Regions from separate parts of the Mus musculus genome. Here region 2 is linked to region 1. A link is a contact called in public Hi-C data. All regions are on one chromosome and are shown on one strand. The core of a region is the stretch at or near the end of the contact, and the rest is flanking DNA. Distances in the headings are between cores, read along the strand shown.

Region 1 (7,467 bases), core at 1,797-4,296:
GGGGAGGGGAGGGGAGGGGAGAGGAGAGGAGAGGAGAGGGGAGAGGAGAGGAGAGGAGAGGAGAGGAGAGGAGAGGAGAGGAGAGGAGAGGAGAGGAGAGGAGAGGAGAGGAGAGGAGAACAAGAGAGCAGTCATCTGCCAAGGATAAATTTTATAATTCCACAGAAGTAGAGATTACCTAGATTTAGAACTTTGATTACTTTCTTCAAACTGACTCTATTACAAAGAGGGAGCTGTTGAAAGAGCCTGGAAGCCCAGCACTTGGGAGGTAGAGGCAGGACAATCATGAGTTCAAGACCATCCTCAGCTACAGAGTGAATTCCATGCCAGCTGGGGTTACAGGAGACCTTGTTTCAAAAAAATGAAGAGACAAAAAAAAAAAAAAAAAAAAGGAGGATGAAGAAAAGAAGAAGGAAGAGGAAGAGAAGGAGGAAGAACTGACTTTTCCACTGTTCTGACATTTCTCTTCTCTATACTTGAAAAAAAAAATGAAGCCAGACAGTGGTGGTGCACGCCTTTAATCCCAGCACTTGGGAGGCAGAGGCAGGCAAATCTCTGAGTTTGAGGCCAGCCTGGTCTACAGACTGAGTTCCAAGACAGCCAGGGCTGCACAGAGAAACCCTGTCTTGAAAACAAACAAACAAACAAACAAAAATGAAGCAGACTCTCTCTCTTTTTTAAAGATTTATTTATTTTATGTATATGAGTACATTGTTGCTGTCTTCAGACACACCAAAAGAGGGCATCAGATCCCATTACAGATGGTTGTGAGCCACCACGGGGTTGCTGGGAACTGAACCCAGGACCTCTGGAACAGCAGTCAGTATTCTTAACTGCTGAGCCATCTCTACAGCCCCCCAACTCACTTTTTAAATATTTAAAGTTGCATTTATTTAGTTGGGGGAGGGTGTTAAAGTCCAAGGATAACTTGTAGGAATCGTTTCTTTCTTTTCCACCAAGGGTCCTGAGGACTGGACTCAGGTGGCCAATCTCGGTGGAAAGCATTCTTTTCCTCTGCGGCATCTTACAGGCTACCCAACTCTTCTTTTAAACTGTTTAAATGTGTATGAATGTTTCGCCTGCATGTATGCCTATGTCACTGTGCACATGGAGGCCAGAAGAGGGTGTTAGTATCCTCTGGATGTGGAGTTAGTTACCAATCTTTGTGAGCCTCTGGGAGTACTGAGAACCAAGCCCCGGTCTTTCAGAAGAGCAGCCAGTGCTCTTTAGTCGTGAACTCTTAAGTCTTATTATTTACTTACTTCTGAATTCAGTCTCACCATTTTGTCTCACACTAATCTAGAACTCATGGATTTGAGCAATCTTCCCAACTCTGCCTCTCCAGCCAAGTGTAAGCCCTGGCTGCTGCACTCAGCTCCTGCTCAGGACTAGAAAGTAGCTGCCTGAACACTGTCAGACTCTTCACTGGCCTTGGTGTGTCTGTTCCTAAATGCTTTATGACTAGGGTTTTTTTGGTTTTTTTGTTTTGTTTTGTTTTTGTTTTTTGGTTTTTCGAGACAGGGTTTCTCTGTATAGCCCTGGCTGTCCTGGAACTCACTTTGTAGACCAGGCTGGCCTCGAACTCAGAAATCTGTCTGCCTCTGCCTCCTGAGTGCTGGGATTAAAGGTGTGCGCCACCATGCCCGGCACTATGACTAGTTTTAAAGCAACTTTATATTACACAATTTACACGTTACAAATTCACTTATTTTAAGTTCTCTCTCTCTCTCTCTCTCTCTCTCTCTCTGTGTGTGTGTGTGTGTGTGTGTGTGTGTGTAATAGAAACTAGGCCACAGAGTTCTGTGTATCAGGCTGGCCTCAAATTTGCTATTTGGCCAGGAATAATTTTGAACTTGTGATCCTCCTGCCTCTGCCTTCCTAGTGTTGGGATTACAGATGTGTGTCACCACCCAGGGGTCTGTTGAAGTCCATTTGAAAATGATCATCATCAGCCAGGCGTGGTGAGTTCCAAGACAGGCAGGGCTATACAGAGAAACCCTGTCTTGAAAACAAAGAAAGAAAGAAAGAAAGAAAGAAAGAAAGAAAGAAAGAAAGAAAGAAAGCGGTCATCAAATTACTGTTCGCTCAGAAGGAAAGCATTCCTGCCATGTGCAAGGCCCTGGATGTAATCCCCAACCCTTCCAAAAAAAATCATTAAATAAACACACTTGACCTAGTGGTTCCCAACCTGTAAGCAAGAGGATAAAGAGTTCAAGGTTATCCTCAGCTACACAGCCAATCCAAGAGCATACTCAAGGCCCTTTCACAAAATAAATAAATATTAAAAAAAAAAACTAATAAAGGTTTGGTTAACCATTAATTCAACAATGCTATCTGGAACAGTTAAGATGGCCGAGGCTCTGTTTTCATATAACCAGCTCACCACTGCTACCCTTTCTAGATGACTAGTCTTCATTTGACTACTGAATTTCGTTAACACGCATTCACTTGCCATATTACAGTTCCTTGCAAAGAGCCAGTAGTCAACGCAGCCCCTAAATGCCCTGGAACCCAAGCCAAAAAACCACGAAATCTGTGGCCGGTTTGCGTTCCAGCTCAGCCATCCACATCAGACAAGGTCTCCATCCTCCTTTCCATCTTTGGCAACAACCTTTTCCTAATCGTCACTCCGAGTCCAAACCTCACTCCCTCTCCTTTCCAGCCTCCTCTGACTCTGTCACCCAAACCTTTAAAAAAAAAAAAAAAAAAAAAAAAAAAAAAAAAAAAAAAAAAAAAAAAGCCACCGCCTAAACCAAACCACTTGACGTGCTGAGGGGAGTGTGTGGAGGTGTAAGTGTGTGGAAGTGACTGTGTGTGGAAGAAACCAATCGAGTCCCCCAAGGTGTCCATCTTGTGGAATGCCAATTAGGCCCGGCTGAGCGAACCAGAATCAACTTCCCAGTGCATCCCCGCACACAGTAGGCACGCCGATGAGGCTCGGGGGCAGCCAGGCTCTACTCTGTGCCCTGGCCCTACAGGCTCACTACTGCCAAGGAGACAGCACCCCCCGGCCGCGCACGGTGGTAGGAGCCACGCGACGTCACCCATTGTTTACAAATCAACCCAAGCCGGCAGCGTTCCGGCTCCCGCGGCTCTAAGGCGCGCGGTGCCACTGCCCGGTGGTCCCTGCCTAGCCCGGCTTGGGCCTCCGCCTCGCTCCCGCCCCAGCCGCGGCTCGCCGAGCCCGCGGCCAACCGAGCTGCCAGCGACGCCCGCACAGCCGCGGGGGCCCGGGCGGGGGGCCATGCCTTGCCGGAGGGAGGAGGAGGAGGAAGCCGGCGACGAGGCGGAGGGGGAGGAGGACGACGACAGCTTCCTCCTGCTGCAGCAGTCGGTGACTCTGGGTGGCTCGACCGACGTGGACCAGCTCATCGTCCAGATCGGCGAGACGCTGCAGCTGGACGCAGCGCACGATCGCCCGGCCTCGCCGTGTGCCGCCCCGGGTCCCCCGCCCCCGCAGGTCCTGGCGGCGCTGCCGGCGGACAAGACCGGGACCCCAGCTAGGAGGCTGCTGCGGCCGACGGGGTCAGCGGAGACCGGGAACCCTGCGCCCCCGGGGGCCGTGCGCTGCGTGCTAGGGGAGCGCGGGCGCGTGCGGGGACGGTCGGCGCCCTACTGCGTGGCGGAGATCTCCCCCGGCGCCAGCGCGCTGCCCCAGCAGCCGGGCCTTGACGGACCCCCGGGGACCGGCAAACTAAGCACCCCGCAGCCACTGTCGGGCCCGTGCCGCCGGGGTTGGCTCCGGAACGCAGCCGCGTCCCGCCGCTTGCAACAGCGACGCGGATCTCAGCCGGAGACCCGCACTGGCGACGACGACGACCCGCACCGGCTCCTGCAGCAGCTCGTGCTCTCGGGAAACCTCATCAAGGAGGCGGTGCGCAGACTTCATTCGCGACAGCTACAGTTACACGCAAAGCTTCCCGCACACCCGTTCCTCGGGCCTCTGTCAGCCCCAGTGCATGAGCCGCCTTCGCCCGGGAGCCCTCGCGCGGCCTGCAGCGACCCTGGCGCTTTCATGGGGAGGGCGCAGCTCAGAACTGGGGACGACCTTCTTGTCCCTGGCAGCTAACAACCTAAGTGGCCACAGCACCAGCCTGTAGCCGGGGACCAAGGGATTTACCCAGGGCTTCACCCAGCCGGAGCTGGTGGTGGACTCGAGCATTATTTGGAAACGGGAAAATAAGCTAAGGAAGACAGCCGAAATATCGCAGATATTTTCATGGGTAACTGAAATTGAAAGCCCCGAACTGTTTGAAACCCAGGACTTAGGTTTGTTTAAAGCAGAATCTACAGAGCGCACCGCAGGCTGTCAGCAGGGCTCCTTTTTTTTTTTTTTTTTTTTTTTTTTTTGGCGTGATTCAACCTGGTCGCTGCAATTCCACGCAGACTCTCCTGGCCAAGCGGGGACCACGTGGCCACGGTGCATGCTCTCAGGATCGGCTCAGCCTGCTATGGAACGAAGGACGATGATCCCCATTACTTGCTGTACTTTTTCAGGGCTGGTTCCTGATCCATTTTCGGGGAGGGGGAAACAAGAGTGGACTTAATTTCGGGGGGCGCCCCCCCTCCAAAATGCCACACTTGAACATTTAACGACAGTTAAAAGACCATCTCATCATCCTTTGCGGTGCTGGTTTCAATGTAAAACATGCGGTACAACGAGAGGACCCTCTTGGGGCTGAATAGAAGTAACCGTTTTTTTGTCCGTTCCCTTTTTCTTTCAAAGGGTTGCTGTTAGCAGAGTGTTGAGGGAAAGCTGCACCCCATGAGTGTAAGGTGGAGACAGCAGTGAGCTGTGTTGGGTAATGGAAGGGTATGGCGAAGCAAGGAGTGACCCCCTCCTGCCTTCGTAAAGTGTGTTTTTAAAGGAGACCCATCCCTTTGGGGGTTCAAGGTCACTGTTTCCTGGGTGTGCACCGTGTAGTGGGACTCCAACACGGAGACAACCGAATGGCCTTGCTAGGAAGAGAGCACACTGTTTTGCAAATGCAAGAGTCCCCTAAGGACGCTCCCGCCACATCCCAGAGGAGGTGGGGATGGCGAGTGCTGAGTGTGCTTCCCGTCCGAGGCCACCGCCCCTGCCCCTCCACCTGGCTTGCAGACAAACTGCCTTGAGACAGTGACCGAGTACCACCTTTCCCCCTTGGTTCTGCTGCCCTACTCAAGCAGGGTGGCGCTGATGATGCTAGGGGCCAGGGTAGGGGATTGGGGAGATTCCACATAATGGGCACTCCAGGGACACAGCTTGGGACACAGTCTCACACAGCCTCTTCTAATGGGCTCTCGGGGCCATTTGTAATAACAGCTGCAGTTCCCTGGATAGACAGAGTTGATTTCCTCCTGACCCTCCCCCAGCTGTGCCAGCTGGCCTTTGTAAGGGAAGGAACCCTAGTAGAAAATGTGACCCTCCAAATGGGAAAGCTGCAGGTTTTTCTGCTATTGTGACTGTGAAGTGCTTGGAAACACTGTTCACTCTGAGCGACCATTTCGTTTTAGTTTTCTGGAGTCAATGGCTTGTTCAGCATCCAGATGTGGCTGTTGACATATCTACACTTCGCACCGGAGTGACTGGAATTGTGGCTGTCCTGATTATAGGATTTTAACTGAAATAACTGTTTTTGAATAAATGTGTTGGGTTCCCCTCACACACACCCCCACACCCCGGCTTTTATTTTGTACTTGCCTCCAGTGCGAAAGATGAACAGAACACATTTCTCTGATCTCCATAAACATGAAAACACTTGAAATCTCTGTCGGCTTGGCTCGAGGCTGGTAATTAGAGGCCTTTGTGTCTGAGCAGCTCAGTAGTTAGATGAGGTCTGTGCAGCTGGGTGTGTGTCGGTGCTGGCATGAAATTAAATGAAACTGAGGTCAGGTTTTGGACCAATCCCATTCAGCAACCTCAGAGCCTTTTGGGTGCCGGGGAGGACATCAGAGCAGTCTGGGAGGCTAACTGCTCCACCTACGTGGACCCAGCTCTTCTGGCACCCCTTATCCCCCCCAGCCCCGTGCGCCCACCTCTTCTGGTGCCCTAATGGGGTTGTTGACCAGGTGCTACCCAAGATATAAACCCAGTGGTAGGAACACTGGTTGAGATCTTATCAAATGACACCTCCCTCCTTGTCCTTAGTACATTTGCTACCATCCTGTCCTGGCGATGACACGATCGCCCCGTTCTGCCCTTTTCTGAAATGCTGCAATCTGTTCCCTTAAGGAAGGAGCTGAGTTAGATATAACAAAGGCTGAAGTGGAGCAGGGACCTTGGAGAAGTATTGGGGACTCCGTGGCTTTTCCATTTCCTCTCCTGTGCCACACGGACAGTGAGATACAGCCTGCATGGTGGCAGCACAGAATGGTTGGTAGTCCCTAGCCCTTCCTTTCCAGAACTGGCTCTAAGTAGCCAGGTGACTGGGGGGGGGGGGTCCTTGATTTTTCATTCAATGGAAACCCACTCGTTGGAAGCATTGTCTGTCTTGTGTATTAGATGTCAATTCTTCTGATTCGATGTACCATTGTAGCTTATATCCATCAGACACAGAGGGGCAGCTTCTGAATATATCAAGCAGATTATGTCCCATGAGCCATGATGGGGGACAATTATGGGGACTCACAGACAAGGAAGGAGCCTCTGTAGTGCGGTGCTGAGATTGTGTGGATGGTGGTCCGAGGTTCTGGTGTGGGCATAGCCCTGAGTTTTTAGTTATGGAGGAACTTCTCAGAGGTCTAAGTCTAAGCAATCCAGGGCCTTCTCTCCATCACCAAGCTATCCATGATCGAATGCTAAGGCACTGAAGAACCAGATCTCTTGGAAGCATGGTAGTTCATGTTTATATTCCAGTACTTGGGGAGCTGAGACGGAAGGATTGGTACAAGTTCCAGGCCAGCCTAGGCTATAGAATGAGAACATATCTATAACAGCCAGAGCTCACCCCTACAGGCCTCCCTGTAAAGATGAAACAAACCAGGCTTGGTACGTGCTCATAATCCCAGGCACAGACAGGAGCATCAGGAATTCAGGGTCATCCTTAGTTACATACTAGAGCCAGCTTGGGCAACATAAGACCCTTGCTTTCTAAAGGTAGGTGTCAAACTAATAGATACTATGCATAGAGATAGTATGTAGTTGAAATACAGTATAGTTCTGAAAATCTTTCTATAAAAATCCTGCCAAGACCTGAGGACCTAACAGTAGTCAAGCTCCTACCTAGAATATATACATGGCCCAGAATTACACACACACACACACACACACACACACACACACACACACAGAGAGAGAGAGAGAGAGAGAGAGAGAGAGGGAGAGAGGGAGAGAGAGAGAGAGAGAGCCACAGTAAGCATAGTGGCATGCATTTAGTTCCAACTCCTCCGGAGGCTGAAGCAGAAAGGGGTGGGTCAGCCCTGGGGTTTGGTTTTTGGTTTTTGGTTTTTGGTTTTTTGGTTTTTTGAGACAGGGTTTCACTGTGT
Region 2 (7,467 bases), core at 2,370-4,869, 170 kb before region 1:
GGGGCTGTCACACAGAGTCACCATCAAGACATGGTCCTGCCTATTCTCTCTAAGGTGGCTCAGAACACATGGTACAGTTAGGGGTGTGCCAGGGTGACCATCCCAAGCCTCTACTCACAGATTTTTGAGGTCTGTGGCTCCCCGAAAAGCCTTCCTGGGCACAGCCTGGAGAAAATTCTCACTCAGGTCCCTGGGGAGACAAACAGAGAAAGAGAGGGTACCAGTCAGGAGGGTCATGGTAATAAGAAGAGAGGTGGCTGGCCTCATGAGTGACCCCACTCCAGAGTCTGGGTGGGTTCTAGTTGCTTTGTCAGCTCTGGCTGAATGAGTAAATGGTAGTTAGGAGTTTTCTGTCCTGGCAGACACTGGGACGCTGTCCCCAGTCACCTCCCCTCTGGGCAGAGGATGGTTAGAGAGAAGCTCCCAGTAGCTGTGATCAGCACTGGCAGGGCCCCCATGGTTGGCCAACCCCAATGAAGCATAGCAGAGAGCTCTCCACGGCCCTCCGTGGCCCTGGCTTCCCCTCTGTTTTGCTGTAAGCAAGCTGTGACTGCTGGAGGATGGAGGAGACAGAACCAAGTGTCTCGCCCGGTCCTGAACTAGGCTGGCTCTGATTCCAAGTCTACTCTGGGGGATCACAGAGCAAAAGAAAGCCTGGGCCCCTTGGGAACCACGCCACAAGCCAAGGCTCTATGCCCTGCAGACTGTTCAGTCCCAGCTAGCTCCCTGCTGAACCTAGCAATTGTAGGAGAAACCCAGGTTAGACCCCCAATTTCTTTAGAAATCAGATCAACTCTTCTTTTTGTCTTGGTTGTTTGTTTTTGAGGCAACTGATGATACAGTTATCAGTGGGCAATTGAAGGATGAGGTAGTGAGAGCCTTCAGGAAGGAGAGACAGGACATGGCCGACCGTAGGTGTTTCTGAACCTACATAGTGTTAGACCCTCGGCTACACTGTCTCCCCTGTTCTATGTGTGAAATGCATAGGCTCAACCAAATGCTCTCTAAGCATCCCACCAGTGGGACCCCTCACATGTGAGGGCTCAGAGACACGCTGTGGCCTGAAGGTAACCTCATGCCTCCCTGTGCTGGGGCCTAGTCACAGAAATGACGGTGCTGGGAGATGGGGCCTACAGGAGGGGTACACCAGGGACAAGCTCTCAGGAACAAGATTGGAATGTAATGGATGAAAGCCCCAGAGAGCTGGTGTGAAGGCCAAGGACCTGACGAAAGGGATTCCCATGGTGGATGGAGAGAGCTGACTTCTGCAAGTTGTCTTCCAACCTCCATGTTGTGTGCCATGGCACAGGTACCTCTCCTCCAACACACTCAGACACACTGGCACACACAGATATACATACAGACACACACAGATACACACAGACAGACATACACACACAGACCCAGACTTAGACAGAAACACACACACACACACATAGACACACATACAAACACACACACACAAACATACCCACACAAACATACCCACACACACAGACCACCCCCACAGATACACACACAGAGACATACACACACAGAGACACCACACAGACACACACACACACATAGAGATACACACATACACACACAGACACATACACACACAGACATACACACACACAGACACACACACACAGATACACACACAAACACACACAAAGATACACACAACAGATCCCCCACAAACACACACACACACACAGAGACACATACAGACACACAGAAATACATACACACAGAGACACTCACACACAGACACACACACAGAGTAAGTAAATTAATGCAATGGAAAAATTGTAAAAGCAAAGATGCCTTGCACAGTTGCCAGCCCCAACGCTGTTAGAGGACACAATGATGTCTGATTCCCGGGAGTCTGAGTGCAGGCCTTCCTCACACACCAAATTCTGAATCTTGACACCGAGAACCATGAGAAATAAGTTCCTGTTGTTAATGAGTCATCCAGCCTGAGATGTTTCATTACAGTAGAGTGAATAGATTCAGACACATGTTCTGTGAAGGGCTTGGCTCTTTGACCAAGGCCCTTGAGATCCTTGAAGTGAGGGACCAATGTTAACAGGCATTGGGAGGTGGTAAGAAGATACAGTCAAGCCACTAGCCGCCTTTGACCACAGGGAAGCAGGGAGGTTCAGAAAAGATAAAGGCAGGCAGGGAGGTGTGCCCTAGAGAATGTGGGGTACACAGGGAGGTTTGCCCTAGAGAATGTGGGGTGCACAGGGAGGTGTGCCCTAGAGAATGTGGGGTGCACAGGGAGGTGATGCCCTAGAGAATGTGGGGTACACAGGGAGGTGATGCCCTAGAGAATGTAGAGTGCGCAGGAAGGTGGTACCCTAGAGAATGTGGGGTGCACAGGGAGATGTGCCCTAGAGAATGTGGGGTACACAGGGAGGCAGCAACTCCAGGCAGCCCCTCAGCACAACACAGCAGGCAGCTCACCCCAAGGCAGAGCCTGAGAGAGAGTCCCAGGCCGCTCCCCACTATCCACTTAATCCTCTCCTCAGCCAGGCAAGAAAGGCTTGTTATGTGTATTGATTAGCCAATCAATTCCACCCAGGCCTGTTCCATGCAGACTTTACAGTAGCTTGGCGGGATTTACAGATCAGCAGGAGAGCAGGTGGGAGGGCTCAGCAGAGAAGAAACCTCAAAGGCAGGCTCTCTGAATGTGCCCCGTGATTCACAGGCATACCAGCCAGGGCAGAGTAGGGGCTCAGTGCTTCCTGAGAGCCAAGGAAGGGGGGTCAGCAGCACACATGATCTATGTGTAGTCTAAATGGATCCGAGTGTCAGGAGTCCAGCTGTTTGGGCACTCAGATGAGACAGGAATTCTCCCGGGAGTCTTTATTAAAAAAAAAAAAAAAAAAAAATCAGCCGGCAGCATGGCCTCAGCAGTAACACTGGATCCTTACAATAAATGGGTTTTAAATGCTTCTTATCACAGCACTGGGTCAAAGTGTGTCTCAGGAAATCAATTCTGCAGGCTCTCATACCAGGAAGGAGGACAAGGGATAACTGGGAGGCCTGGCACAGCCTGGAACAACTGGGTCAAGGCAGAGCCTGCTAAGACTGGCCAGAGAGGTTGATGGCCTCCGACTGAAGCTCCCAGAGTGCAGAGCAGATAGAGTGGAATCCTGAGGGCTTTGGGAGAGATGGGGAGGTAACCCCCCTTAGGAAGCCCAGACTGGCCCTGGCCAGTCAGTCCACAGCAGGAACCTTCTTTCCTGTTTAAATGACCAACTGGAACAGTTTACAAACCCAGAAGAGATGGTATGAAGGCCATCAGGAATGGCAAGTGTTGGTCAGTCTCAAAAAAAAAAAAAAAATAGATGAAGATTGCTGACATCAAAGGAAGCAATGGGAAGATTTCTGGGTTCAACTGTCTCTGCCGCGCACCAGCCATGGGCCCAGAGAACCCAAGAGGGCTTTGTGGGATGGACGTTGTCTGTCATGCAAGACCTGGTGAGATCCCAGGAGTGCACAGCTTAACCTTTAAACCTCATTTCCATTTGTCTGTATTATGGAAGCGGGGCTTTTGTCCCTCCTTTCCCCACACGGCATCACAGTTGTTCCCAGAGTGGCCACTAGGGTGTGCCAGAAGCCTTCCCTGTATTTGCTATACAGCTGCTACGGTCTCACTTTTTGCTACATTTGACTTGCCCCGTGACACTTCTGTGGTCTTTTGTCACCACTCACGTCAACCCCCCCCCCCCCCAGCTAAAGTTGCTCATCTCTGCTTGCACGTGGCCTGTTGGAGATCCTCTCAGCACAGCCTGGGCCTTTCCCAGCCCTCATCCTTCTGTGCTTCACAAACTCAGGGCACCCAACCTTTCTCCATGGTGTTTCACAGGTCCCTCAAAACGAGTCCCTCATCACTGGCTGGGAGGATAACAGAGCCTGACCAAAGGAAGAGGTTTCTGATAAGGGGGTCAGAGGGGCCAGCAAATGCTGGAGAGTCAAGGTATAACGGAAAACACCCACAGTGTATGTCCCTGGTGAGGCATTCAGCAAGAGCTGGCTGGGTCACATACATTATGGGGCATTGGGCATCATGAACCTAAAACCCTTCTGCTTTCTTATCTCTGTCTACACACCTTTCCCCTAGTTTCCAACTGTTCCTTCACCTACACATTCCAGTATATGCACGAGCGGGGGCAGGCAGGCGTGCGGGGACACACACACACACACACACACACGCAAGCCTCCTGTTCAGCACCAATTCAAAATAGCAAATACAAGCATATTGGGTTTGCGTATGAATATTTAATTACCACCCATCTCTCCCTAATCCACCAATGGCAGACATCGCTCTTGCTCCCAGAGTATCCTGAAGTTGGCGCACTCACTGCAAAGGCAATGTAACCATAACTGAACGGAACCAATGAGGATACTCAGTGACCCTCCCACGTCCTGGCCGGAGCGAGGGATCAGCACAAGGACGCAGCTCCAGGGATGCAGACACGGGGCAGGTAGGAGTCTCTGCACTCCTGGAGCCCGCAGTCTCTGTTCTGATCTGTCATGCAGATCAGATGCCTCCTAAAAGTCAAAGCAGCACAGAACAAGAAACTGGTCTTGTGGATGATGTCATCTTGACTCTGTTCTTCCCTTCCCATATCTAGATGGAACACTGTGCGCCTAGCAAGGGATCTGGGCAGCCACTGAGGAAGGTAAGAGTCTATCCTGGGAAGCCCCAGAGAAGGGGATCTGTTCTAAGAAATATGGTATGAGTTCTATAGGCAGAGACTCCCCAGGTTATCCTGTATCCCACCCCTAAGGTCCTAGGACTCTGAGGAGGCAGCTTTCCACCCCCAGTCATCCCCCACTGGGTATGGGAGCCCTTCTGCCCATCCCTGACTTAGGCACTGTCCCCAAGTGCCTGTTACAGCCATACTCCACACTCTGACAAGCAGGGGAGCGAAGGTCGGGACCCCATGTTCTTACTGCAAATCCCCATTAGCTCCAACCTCTAACTGGTCTCAGCAGGCACACTGCCTCTGAGGGGATTAGTGGGGCCCTGTTGGGGCAAGGCATTGGGCATCAGCCAAGGTTTCACTGAGCTCTGGGCTCTGACATGGATCTGCTGCCCCACTGCAAAGCTCTTTATTTTGTGGCTCTTCAAGCCGCAGGGGGCTTCAGCACAGTACAGCGTTCCAGCGCACTTTATCCGTGGCTTTCTGGTCATCAGACTGTAGACCTGGGCCTGGAGTACAGCGAGCCAGCCCTGCACGCACTGAGCTCCTTGGGCACGTATTTGATCCCTGGAGTGTGTAGGGGGTTGATTAGCCTCTTCTTCAGAAAGCACAAGTGGCGGTTGTGGTCGGAGCAGAGGAATGGGAGCCCTCAGCCAACACTGCTATTAGGTCATTGTCTTTGGGGCTCTGTGAGAACATGGAGCCTGGGGTTTGGGAATCCTACTAGTTTGAGCTGGTCTCCAGTCAAGGTCCACAGGAAATTCCCCCGTGTCTATGAGTGTGTGCCACTCACTCAGACTGCCACAGGTGGCTACTGTCCTGCATGACATTATCTCACACTGTTAGGTAGAGGGGATCAACTACCATGAACCCAGAGGAATGGCTACGCAGGCCACCCCTGGTACCTGCGCCAGTACCTTTTTGTTACTAGACAGGTAGATTTTCGCCTTGAGCAAGGTCTATAGCAAACTAGAGCATATTAAAGTTAGAGGGCTTCATCCGGCAGAGAAGTACGAATGCTTTGATGTCCCCACCTAGTGCTGAAGCAGACTGAAGCTACTGTGCCCAGACGTCACTTCAAAGCAGCGGGGTTCCAGCACCTCTGCTTTAGTGAGGGAGAAAGAAAAACAGCTCCTGACTTCTCTCCTGAGGCACAGGCTGCATGCAGGAAGGGGGGGGGGGATCTGCAGAGGTGGGTGTAACCACCTCCTTCACTTACTCTGCAGGCCTTTTCTGCAATGCAGCTGGGGTTGGGGGCAGGGGAGACACAGCCCAGCTCTGTTTAGCACAAGTCCACCTTTGGGTGTCTGGAGGTGCCCGCTACACACTCACTGTTTGCCAAGGAACTTGTTCTTACAGAGAGAGGGAGCCCCAGCCTATAATCTATAGTCATGGGGCTTACAACCGCCAAGTTCCTGGGGCAGTCTGGACATCACCACCATAGAGTGGCTGCTTTGAGTCTTTCTTCTTGTCCCCTCCTGTTTTCTGAGGGCCCAAGGGGCCCAGACACTGCCATCAGCAGAAACCTCCCTGCCTGCCCACCTGGGGCCACCAGCTCTCCTGTGCAGCTTTCAAGCACCCACCCCACCCAACCATTCATTCTGCAAAAACCTCACCAAACAAAAGACTAAGTGGCCTGGCTTGTTATACCGTAAACCATCCTGTGATACTGACTTGACCTTGGGTTGTTTGCTGGGCAGCTGTGAACATCAACTTCCACAAAAGAAACACCCCCAAAGAGATCTCCCCCGCAAGCAGCCTTCTCTCATAAGCTAACTGGCTCCGCCAAGGCAAGGAAGCTTTGAGGTTGGAGTCCCACTCAAATGAAGGATACCCAGGACACAAAACCATTCCATCTTATAATTCTGTGGACAGTCAGAAAGTGGCAAGCGTGGTTCCCAACCATGTGGTGAGAACACAGTACCAGATGTTGAGAGTGGCTGATAAGGTGGCCGAGAGGGAAAGGCTGAACTGGGAAGTGGGTACCATGGTCAGCAGCACTGGACTCTGGGGTGCACTTCCCAGGGTTTCTGGTATCAAACTCCATAGTTGGGTGCCACAGCTCCTGCGCTGGGCTCCAGAGACGTGACCTCCCAGTCACACGGGAGGACGGGAACGTGGCACTGGAGCACACAGACCTCAGAAAGTCAGGCCAAGGGAAGGGAGGTTGGGACTGAGTATGGGACCCTCTGGCAGAAGTCTGGTTGCCTTTCTTACCGTGTTTCAGGAAGGAATGAAGATGGCCCCCGGGTTGTGTTATAAAGTAAGAGGAAATCAGAGGAAAAGCTTTAAAAATGAAGACAGGGTAAGCTATCAAATAAGAGAACACAGGCCAGACGTGGAGGTACACACCTTTGACTCCAGCACTTGGGAAGCAGAGGCAGGTGCAGCTCTGTAAGTTTGAGGCTAGCCTGGACTATATAGCCAGATCCAGGGCAAGGCTATATAGTAAGACCCTGTCTCCAAAGGGGTGGGGACACCTGCTCTGCATGGGCCCTGGGGTTGTTATAGCGGGTTCCTCGAGTGAGGCCAAGCATTGGCTGATTCTGAGGCTAAGCTAGGAGTATGTCCTTCCATCCATCTGTCTGTTGCCCCACCCCACCCCCACCGTGCAGTCTCCACAAAGAGAAGGCTGTAATGAGGAAGAGCAAGGCTCTCTCTCACCTGTATCCTCAGAGGAGGCTGAGGATACAGGTCACCTCTCCAAGGCCAAGTCACAGATAAGCCAGTCAAGGGACCAACACTTTTCTTTGTTGTCTTTAAC

The links. Hi-C and Micro-C count contacts between places; a contact is called where the count stands out from the background.
Region 2: a contact with region 1 is called in a Hi-C map of bone marrow-derived macrophages, with 32 read pairs. The contact joins the enhancer-like site here to the promoter of Frat1 in region 1. A contact is called at or near these places in 2 of 484 Hi-C or Micro-C datasets (bone marrow-derived macrophages and embryonic stem cells) and 7 of 115 datasets of contacts at active chromatin or transcription factors (bone marrow-derived macrophages, embryonic forebrain, embryonic hindbrain and 3 more).

The regions. Positions count from the first base shown.
Region 1 is chr19:41,826,924-41,834,390 of GRCm38.p6, forward strand. Frat1 (frequently rearranged in advanced T cell lymphomas) reads left to right here and starts at 3,047. Exons shown (of 1, transcript NM_008043.3): 1 at 3,047-5,660. The coding sequence starts at 3,245. The coding sequence ends at 4,069.
Region 2 is chr19:41,652,577-41,660,043 of GRCm38.p6, forward strand. Slit1 (slit guidance ligand 1) reads right to left here. Exons shown (of 37, transcript NM_015748.3): 5 at 119-190. Among named protein-coding and RNA genes, the nearest start is that of Gm34116, 35 kb to the right of the region's middle. Within about 2 kb of position 3,620, at least 21 of the 459 cell types and tissues checked have an H3K27ac peak or open chromatin away from gene starts, as enhancers often do. A contact at or near this core is called in bone marrow-derived macrophages, where this site is marked.